Linked DNA regions of Mus musculus: region 2 is linked to region 1. The links are chromatin contacts, called in public Micro-C maps. All regions are on one chromosome and are shown on one strand. Each heading gives the region's core, a stretch centred on a gene start, on an enhancer-like site or on the middle of the called end of the contact. The rest is flanking DNA. Distances are from core to core; before and after follow the strand shown.

Region 1 (4,422 bases), core at 851-3,350:
TTCCCTAACAGTGCATTTCTTTTAAAAGGGAAAAATATTTTCAGCTAAAAGCTAAAAGAGTGTGTCTAGTTAGCATGTTAAGTAAAAACAATATGAAGGATTCTATATAAGTATGGTACCATATGCCTTTCTTTATGTTAGCATCACAGAATACTAAAGCTAGCAGAACATAAAGACTACATAATCGAAGCCACCTTTAAAAAAAAACAACTGAAAATAAGGAACCGATGGGATTTGTTGAACATGGATAGTGTTAAAATAGATAACTGAGGCCTTAATTCCAAACCCAACTAGTAAAATGTCTAAGGGAAACACAAAGAACAGTCTTCAAGCTATATGCACAAGCAGGAAGTTCCCAAATGGGGCTCTGGTCACACAGGAACTAGAAATGACAAATGGACAAATGGTAGTGCATGAAATTTAGAAGTTTCTGCATAGCAAAAGAATCTATCAGCAGAGCATACAGTTGACAGAATGGGAGAAAATCGTTGCCAGCTATACTTCAGAGGGGCCTACTCTCCAGAACTGTAAAGAACTAAAATATTACATGCATACATGCATACATTCTCTCTCCTCTCCCCTCTCCCCTCCTCTCTCTTCTCTCTTTTCTCTCTTCACCACCGCACCTCTCGCTGTTGCTCTCGCTCAAAAGTGAGTTGATGTATAAATAGACACTTCTTAAGAGAAACAAATGACCAATGAGCATTTTTAAAGTATTCAGCATCTACAGCCACTGGCAAAATGGAAATTGTAACTTCCCTGAGACACCACCTTAGCCTGTTCAGAATAGCAGTCATCAAGAACTCAGATAAGAAATGCCAGAGGGCTGAGGGGAAAAGGAGACCCTTACTCACTGCTGGTGTGATTGCAAACTAGTGTAGCCATTGTGAAAATCACTTTAGAGTAGTCTCAAGAAATTAAAAAAAAAAAAAGACTACCTTATTCTGCAGCTAGACCACTCCTTGGGTTCCCAGAGGACCCCATGTCCTTCACAGAAGATTTTATATTTATGTTTGCTGCTGCTCGATTCACAACGGCAAAGAAATGGAGCCAGCAAGGATGCCCAGTAACAGATGACGAGATAGTGAAATGTGGTAATATATACACAATGGAATTGTATTCAGCTCCAAAGAAAATTCAGACTATAAAATATGCAAAAAAGAGGGGATCTGGAAATTATTATACTTACAGAGGCAGTTCAGGCCCAGAAAGGTAAATACCACACGCACTTTCTCCTATGTGGGCCCCAGCTTGGAACGGGTGCAAATGCAGGAAAAGGGGAGGGGGGGTAAAGGATATTCTGAGAAAGGCAGGGGAGAGAAAATAGGACACACAGGACATGAAAGCAAAGTTTGAAGGGAGATTACAAGGGGGCAGGATGCAGAGGATTTGAGAAGATGAGAGGATCTACTTAAAAATGCTTTTCAAACCACAATAATGATGGTTTGAAAACCATCTAATGCTGTATGCCTATTCATTCATATAAAAGTAACCAGCTCAGGGTCCACACCCCAAGCATCAGGCTCTCTCCTCCAGGCTACCAACCATCTATGCTGATCACTGCAACGGCATCTAACCACTAAGGGTAAATCTGAGACCTTGCCACACACTAAAGTTACCCAGGCTGGTCAACACTAGGTCTTCCATTGTGCAAAAGTGATGGTTAAGGCTGCCTATACTTGCCACATTTTTATCTCCAAGCTGACTCGGGCTTGTAGCTAAGGGCTGCCATGGGTTGTGTGGTACTGTTCCCAATATTCTCCTAAGACCTTGGGACTATTATTTTCAGTGATAACCTAAGCTATTGGCCTCAACACATACATAGAATAAGGGTTTGTTTTTTTTTTAAAAACCTTACATGTGAAACATGGATGTTAGATACCCAAGGAAAAATATGCCCAACTCAGAGATGAGCTTGAAGCAGCCAAGAAAAACAAACAAACAGATGAGCCACAAGAGGTGGAATAACGACAATAGCCTTTCCCCAGGAATTTGAGCAGCAAATTCTGACTGTCATCTGCCTGGACATCTCTTACACACATCTGAAGACTGTCCAAGAGTAGCACATGGGCAGCTTCCTCCTGAACGCACTGCTTAATAATGCACTGCTGCATTCCTAGACACAGACTCACCGCGGAGTCTCCCGATGACCAAATGCCCTACTCTGGTCTGAGACAAAATGTTAAAATAGTCTCTTAGTCATCTCCCTGCTTCTTGTCTCCTTTTAATCATTTTCCCCAACTGTTCTAAGTCACAGCTTGTACAGCCATAAAAATCTTCCATGGCTTCACGTTAAACATTGATCTCACCAGGACATTCAGAGCCCTCCAATGCCCCCAGCCCAGCTCCAGGCCTGACTTCCAGTGTTCCCGTACCTCCCATGTGAGCTCACTAAATTACATTGTCCTCCGCTCCCAGCACACTGTCTTCATGCACTGAAGTACTCCATTACTACAACAACTACAAAGTGTGTTTTATGAATACTACTTTTGGATACACCCACCTGGCAGTGAACTCTTAGTTCCTAGCAAAAATGTACCATAAGGCTAAAGTTGTGTGTCTCCTTTCCCTCCTGACTAAGAGGGATAAAGAGCATAATATACATCAAAGGCTTATACAACAGGTTATGGAGATTTTCAGCATCATTTGAGGAGTGCAATTTTGGAGATGTGTTAATACCACCTCTACCTATAACTCATATTGAAGCAGAGTGTTTAGAGGAACCAAGGAGTGGCCTGGGACACTGACCCGGAGCTGATCCTCTGCCACAGAGCTCCATACCCAAATAGCACTGGGAGAGAGCTGGCATTCCACAAATGCAGACAAGCCTGTAAGCGCAGGTAAAACCACTACTGCTGCTCAGGGGAATCCTCCAGCAACCAATAGACTAGGAAAGGATCTTTACCAATCCTAAATCTGATAGAGGGCTAATATCCAATATATACAAAGACCTCAAGAAGTTAGTCTCAAGAGAACCAAATAACCCTATTAAAAATGGGGAACAGATCTAAACAGAATTATCAACTGTGGAAACTGGAAGGGCTGAGAAGCACCTTAAGAAATGTTCAGCTCTCGGTCCCATATTGAACTCGAGTTGGAAGAGGCGAGTCCGGTCTCAAAATGGAGGGCCATGATCCAAAGGAACCAGAGCAGCTGAGGAAGCTATTTATTGGTGGTCTGAGCTTTGAAACCACAGATGATAGCTTAAGAGAACATTTTGAGAAATGGGGCACACTTACAGACTGTGTGGTAATGAGAGATCCCCAAACAAAACGTTCCAGAGGCTTTGGTTTTGTGACCTACTCTTGTGTTGAAGAGGTGGATGCTGCAATGTGTGCTCGGCCACACAAGGTTGATGGGCGTGTGGTGGAACCGAAGAGAGCTGTTTCTAGAGAGGATTCTGTAAAGCCTGGTGCCCATTTAACGGTGAAGAAAATTTTTGTTGGTGGTATTAAAGAGGATACGGAAGAATATAACCTGAGAGACTACTTTGAAAAGTATGGCAAGATTGAAACCATAGAGGTTATGGAAGACAGGCAGAGTGGGAAAAAGAGAGGATTTGCTTTTGTAACTTTTGATGATCATGACACAGTTGATAAAATTGTTGTTCAGAAATACCACACTATTAATGGGCATAATTGTGAAGTGAAAAAGGCCCTTTCTAAACAAGAGATGCAGTCTGCTGGATCACAGAGAGGTCGTGGAGGTGGATCTGGCAACTTTATGGGTCGTGGAGGAAACTTTGGAGGTGGTGGAGGAAACTTTGGTCGTGGAGGAAACTTTGGTGGAAGAGGTGGCTATGGTGGTGGAGGTGGTGGCAGCAGAGGTAGTTATGGAGGTGGTGATGGTGGATATAATGGATTTGGAGGTGATGGTGGCAACTATGGTGGTGGTCCTGGTTACAGCAGTAGAGGAGGTTATGGAGGTGGTGGACCAGGATATGGAAACCAGGGTGGTGGATATGGTGGTGGAGGAGGAGGCTATGATGGTTACAATGAAGGAGGAAATTTTGGTGGAGGTAACTATGGTGGTGGTGGAAACTATAATGACTTTGGAAATTATAGTGGACAGCAACAATCAAATTATGGACCCATGAAGGGGGGCAGTTTTGGTGGAAGAAGCTCAGGCAGTCCCTATGGTGGTGGCTATGGATCTGGAGGTGGAAGTGGTGGATATGGTAGCAGAAGGTTTTAAAATAAAACAGAAACGGCTACAGTTCTTAGCAGGAGAGAGAGCGAGGAGTTGTCAGGAAAGCTGCAGGTTACTTTGAGACAGTCGTCCCAAATGCATTAGAGGAACTGTAAAAATCTGCCACAGAAGGAACGATGATCCATAGTCAGAAAAGTTACTGCAGCTTAAACAGGAAACCCTTCTTGTTCAGGACTGTCATAGCCACAGTTTGCAAAAAGTGCAGCTATTGAT
Region 2 (4,422 bases), core at 807-3,306, 110 kb after region 1:
ACTGAAGGCAAACCAAACCCACCTTTTTATTAACTTCTGGTCCTGATGGGAAAACTTATTGATGGCGACCAAGCAGTAACAGAAAAAGGGAAAGACCTATGAAAAAGGAAAAATAGCTTCTATCAGTCAGCTGGGGTGTTGATTTCTGCATTCACTCGCAGATCTTTAATGATACCAGAACAGCACTTATTCCTGGGACAACACAGTCAAACGAAAAAGCAGCAAGCAAGCATAAAACAAAACAAAATCAGATCTTGTTGTGTCTGGCCAGTAGATCACAACATGGGTTCTAGCCTGGAAAGGCATTTTGGAAACCTGGAAGAGAAGAGGGGCTGGGCTGCGCGAGATAAGGAAGGAACCAAGACAAAGCTCTCTGCTCAAGGTTCAATTTTTACTATTTCGGCACTCAGTTATAAAGGAAGGGGGAGGGGCCCAATTCCCACCAAATAATCTTGGAGTCCAGTAGCAGGGTGATCACGTGATGGCTTCGGAACAGCAAAGCGACAGGTTCCAGCAGTGGGCGTGGCAAAAAGTTTGAGCGGGAAGCTCCACCCCTGAGCAAGCAGGTTTCAGGCTGGGGGAGGGGAGACTACAAGATCTGAAAGCCTTGTGTTGCTTTCTGCGAGCCCCAGTAGAGACGTGCTATCCTAGGTGGGTGTGTCACCCCATTGCTTTCAAGTTGATCATAACTATAGTTTTGCAGACTGCCCGGCTTCTTTCTAAACGTCACTCTTCTTAACAATCATATTTTAATCTAAAATGCCAAACTTTTTTTTAAAGATTTATTTATTATTATACATAAGTACACTGTAGCTGACTTCAGCCATACCAGAAGAGGGCGTCAGATCTCATTATGAACGGTTGTGAGCCAACATGTGGTTGCTGGGATTTGAACTCTGGATCTTTAGAACAGTCAGTGCTCTTACCTGCTGAGCCATCTCACCAGCCCAACACTTTTTTGAGAATATTATATATGAGTATTTCTATCCTTTCTAATGGCTCCCTTTCCCACCTACAACTTCTCCCATGTCTCTCTGTTCCCTCTTAAAATCACGACCTCTTGCTCTTTAATTATTTTTACTTACACACAGACAGACGTATACATTTAACCGGCTGGGTCTGTTTGCTGTTGCTCGTATGTGCACATGCACACGTGCTCAGGGCTGACCGTGTGGAACTGGGAAATCTCTCAGGGGCCTTGTCCCTGAAGAAGACTGATTCTTCCCATTACATCCACCGTTCCCTGCCTGCAGCTCTCAGTCTAGAGATGGGGCCATATGAGATTCCCCTACCCACCTCGGCAAGTCAACAAGTTGTCTTTGCACAGGTCTCCGTTAGGAGATCGTATTGGTGCAGTTCCGTGGGTGCAGTTCATTGTCTCATATAAAAAACAATCTCACATCAGGTATCTTGATCATTGGACTCTTACTATCTGTAGACCCTCTCTTCTCCCATGCTCCCTGAGCCTTACTTGTAGAGGCTGTGTTGGAGCTGGGCACCCCAGGGTCAGCTGTCCTCTGCATTCTGACTACAGCTGTCTCGAATGATCTGCCTCCTTCAAAAGAAGAGCTCTAGATTTGAAGTGACTTGATGTTTTGCACTATGTGAGAGGACGTTCTTTAAAAAGTGAATTGGTTCCCCACCACCACCACCTCTGTGAAACGGATACTTAAAAAGTACAAGTAGTTACCTGTGATTGGTTTTTTTTTAAATAGGATTTAGAAAATAAATATTATTTCAGTTTCAATTTGCTACATCCAGCATTACTATTAAAATAAGCAAATGTACATGAAATTAGATTAAGAAAAATACAAACTCGCTCATGCTACGCCTGTTTAAAAAAAAAAAAAAAAAAAAAAAAAAAAAAAAAAACGCTAACTATCTGCCTCAGAAGAGCTTTGCGAATGTAACATTTGGTTTTAGCTGTGGAAAGTGCTTAAGTGCAGTGAAACCTTAAATCATCTGCAGCGTTTCAGGGCAAACGCTGGCCGGTGCCCTGTATAAATCTTGCCCTAAAGCTAAGACGAAGAATGTGCTAAGCAGACCCAGTGAGCGGCTCGGCTCGCCAGGCTCCTCCCTAGGAAAATGTGGCTTTCCTATACATCACTCGATTCAAAACAGATGGGGAACAACCATCTGCCAGAAGGAAAGGAAAGATGTAGCGCATATTATAATTACGGGATTCAGACAAACAAGGGGAAGGGGAAGATGACTTTAAAGCAAATAGGCAGTCCCTTCTATGAACGCTTTCTCTCCCGAGTCCAGCATTCTCGGAAGAAAATGGCGTCATCTCAGAAGCATCAAACCTCTCAGTATAATGCCTTCTCTATCCCAGTGCCTGCTGCCCTCCTCTTGGTTATAAGTCCCACGCTCCTATGCCACCAGGCTCTGGAGAAGGCTTCTGTGACTCAGATTTGAGTCAGTCATCCTAACCAGTTCGTTTTAGAAATGAGCATGCCATCTAACTAGGTCCAATTAGGGTGAATCCTGTGGTTTGCACAGAAATGTCCAGAAAGAAATGAGTTCCTGTTAGTAGAGGTGCCTGTTGTCTACAGCGTCTGACCATGCTACTGATGTCATGTGAAGGTAAGACGAAGCCACATGTAGGCAAAGACATGTCTGAAAAGACAGACAGCAGGACCTGAGGACAATTCGTCCTCCTGATCAAACCGTTCCTGCAGCAGACACTCCTCAATTTTGAGTCAGGGGAACCAATAACCGCCCCCCACCCCCTTCTATCTTTGGGTCTGTTTTCTGTTAGTAGTAGAAAAATCCTTAAGAACCAGACTCTTGTCTTAGGAATAATGATAAATAACAACAACAACAACAAAAAAAAGCTAGAGTTGCTGTAGTATAAATATGTTTTTCATCTTTTTTGAAATGACAGCCCTGTGACAGACTTGTAACTAATAAGTCCACCATGCAAATGAGTTTAAATGCTTCCCCGATGTGACACAGCTGGCAGTCAGCTGCTCTCAGGGCTGCTACGTTCAAATCCCAGGCTGCTTCTCTGTGTGTTTTCTACCTCAGACCACTGAAGCATGAAGTCTTTGGCGGTGTGTCAGGTGGTATGAACAGCCATGACATGATGACAATGCCGGTTTCCTTCCTAGAGCATCAGGTATGTTCAGATGCCTGAGGGAACCGGTGTGAGATAGGAACAGCAATGATAAATGGTGCTGTGTGGTATTTGCAAGCCTGTGGTTTAAGTGCCCCCAGAACTTTGCTCTCCTGGGTGGAACTGGTACCCTTATTGATTGAAGAGATTGCTTCTCCATTCCACCATGTAAGGGTGCATCGACAAAGCACTATTATAAAGCAGAGTGAGCCCCCACCACAGTCTAGTTTGGTGATGACTTGCTCTTGGACTCTGGAGCCTTCAGAACCGTAACAAGCTAGGCACAGCAGCCCCCACCTATGGCTGCAGCTGAGGGAGTCTGAGGCAGGAGGGCTGTGAGTTGAAGGCCTTTCTGGGATACATGGGGAGTGTGACTTTGTTTCGATACACAACAAAACCAAATCCAAAAAGATCAGTGAGAAGTAAACCTTTCTTTTCTTCAACTTAAATCTTATTTTCCTCTGTGTGTGTGTGTGTGTGTGTGTGTGTGTGATTGTGTGAGTGTGTGTGTGTGCGTGTGTGTGTGTCTGAGTGCATGTGTGTGAGTGTGTGAGTGTGTGTGAGTGTGTGAGTGTGTGTGTGTGTGTGTGAATGCCATGTGAAGGCAGGTACCTATGGAAGCCAGAATATGGAGTTGAATCCCCTAACCTGGAGCACAGGAGGTTGTGGGCACCAGGTCTTCTGCAAAAGCAGGCAGTCCTCTTAACCACTGAGCCATCTCTCCAGCCCCTACTTCTATTATTTTTCCTGCACTGGGGATGGAATACCTGGCCTCAATCGTGCTAGATAAGTGTTCTACCCATCCCCTACTTATTTCCTACTTTCTGATTATTTGTTTACTTATTTATTATTTTTACTCTTTGATTAAGGCTTCACCAGGTTAACCAGGACGGCTCTGAACTCCCTCTGCATCTCAGACAGACCTTGAGACTTGTGACCCAGGAGAACAAATGTTTTTCACAAAAGGTCTATATAGCTGTCTTCTGAGAATCTCTGACAGTGCCTGACAAATACAGAGGTGGATCCTCGGAGCCTACTATTGGACTGAGCACAGGGTCCACAATGAAGGAGCTAGAGAAAGGACCCAAGGAGCTGAAGGGGTTTGTAACCCCATAGGAGGAACAACAATATCAACCAACCAGTATCCCCAGAGTTTCCAGGGACTAAACCACCAACCAAAGAGTAGACATGGTGGGACTCATGGCTCCAGCTGCATATGTAGCAGAGGATGGCCTAGATGGACATCAATGGGAGGAGAGGCCCTTGGTCCTGTGACGGCTCTATGCCCAGTATAGGGGACTGCC

Evidence for each region. Hi-C and Micro-C count contacts between places; a contact is called where the count stands out from the background.
Region 2: a contact with region 1 is called in a Micro-C map of muscle stem cells, with 7 times the contacts expected there. The contact joins two enhancer-like sites. A contact is called at or near these places in 1 of 15 datasets of contacts at CTCF or cohesin (the NIH/3T3 cell line) and 6 of 484 Hi-C or Micro-C datasets (adipose-derived mesenchymal stem cells, embryonic fibroblasts, muscle stem cells and 3 more).

Annotation. Positions count from the first base shown.
Region 1 is chr3:54,478,346-54,482,767 of GRCm38.p6, forward strand. It overlaps the pseudogene Gm5641. Among named protein-coding and RNA genes, the nearest start is that of Gm31154, 54 kb to the right of the region's middle. Within about 2 kb of position 2,101, at least 59 of the 459 cell types and tissues checked have an H3K27ac peak or open chromatin away from gene starts, as enhancers often do. A contact at or near this core is called in the NIH/3T3 cell line, adipose-derived mesenchymal stem cells, embryonic fibroblasts and 1 more, where this site is marked.
Region 2 is chr3:54,585,420-54,589,841 of GRCm38.p6, forward strand. No RefSeq gene overlaps it. Among named protein-coding and RNA genes, the nearest start is that of Gm40050, 14 kb to the right of the region's middle. Within about 2 kb of position 2,057, at least 87 of the 459 cell types and tissues checked have an H3K27ac peak or open chromatin away from gene starts, as enhancers often do. A contact at or near this core is called in the NIH/3T3 cell line, adipose-derived mesenchymal stem cells, embryonic fibroblasts and 1 more, where this site is marked.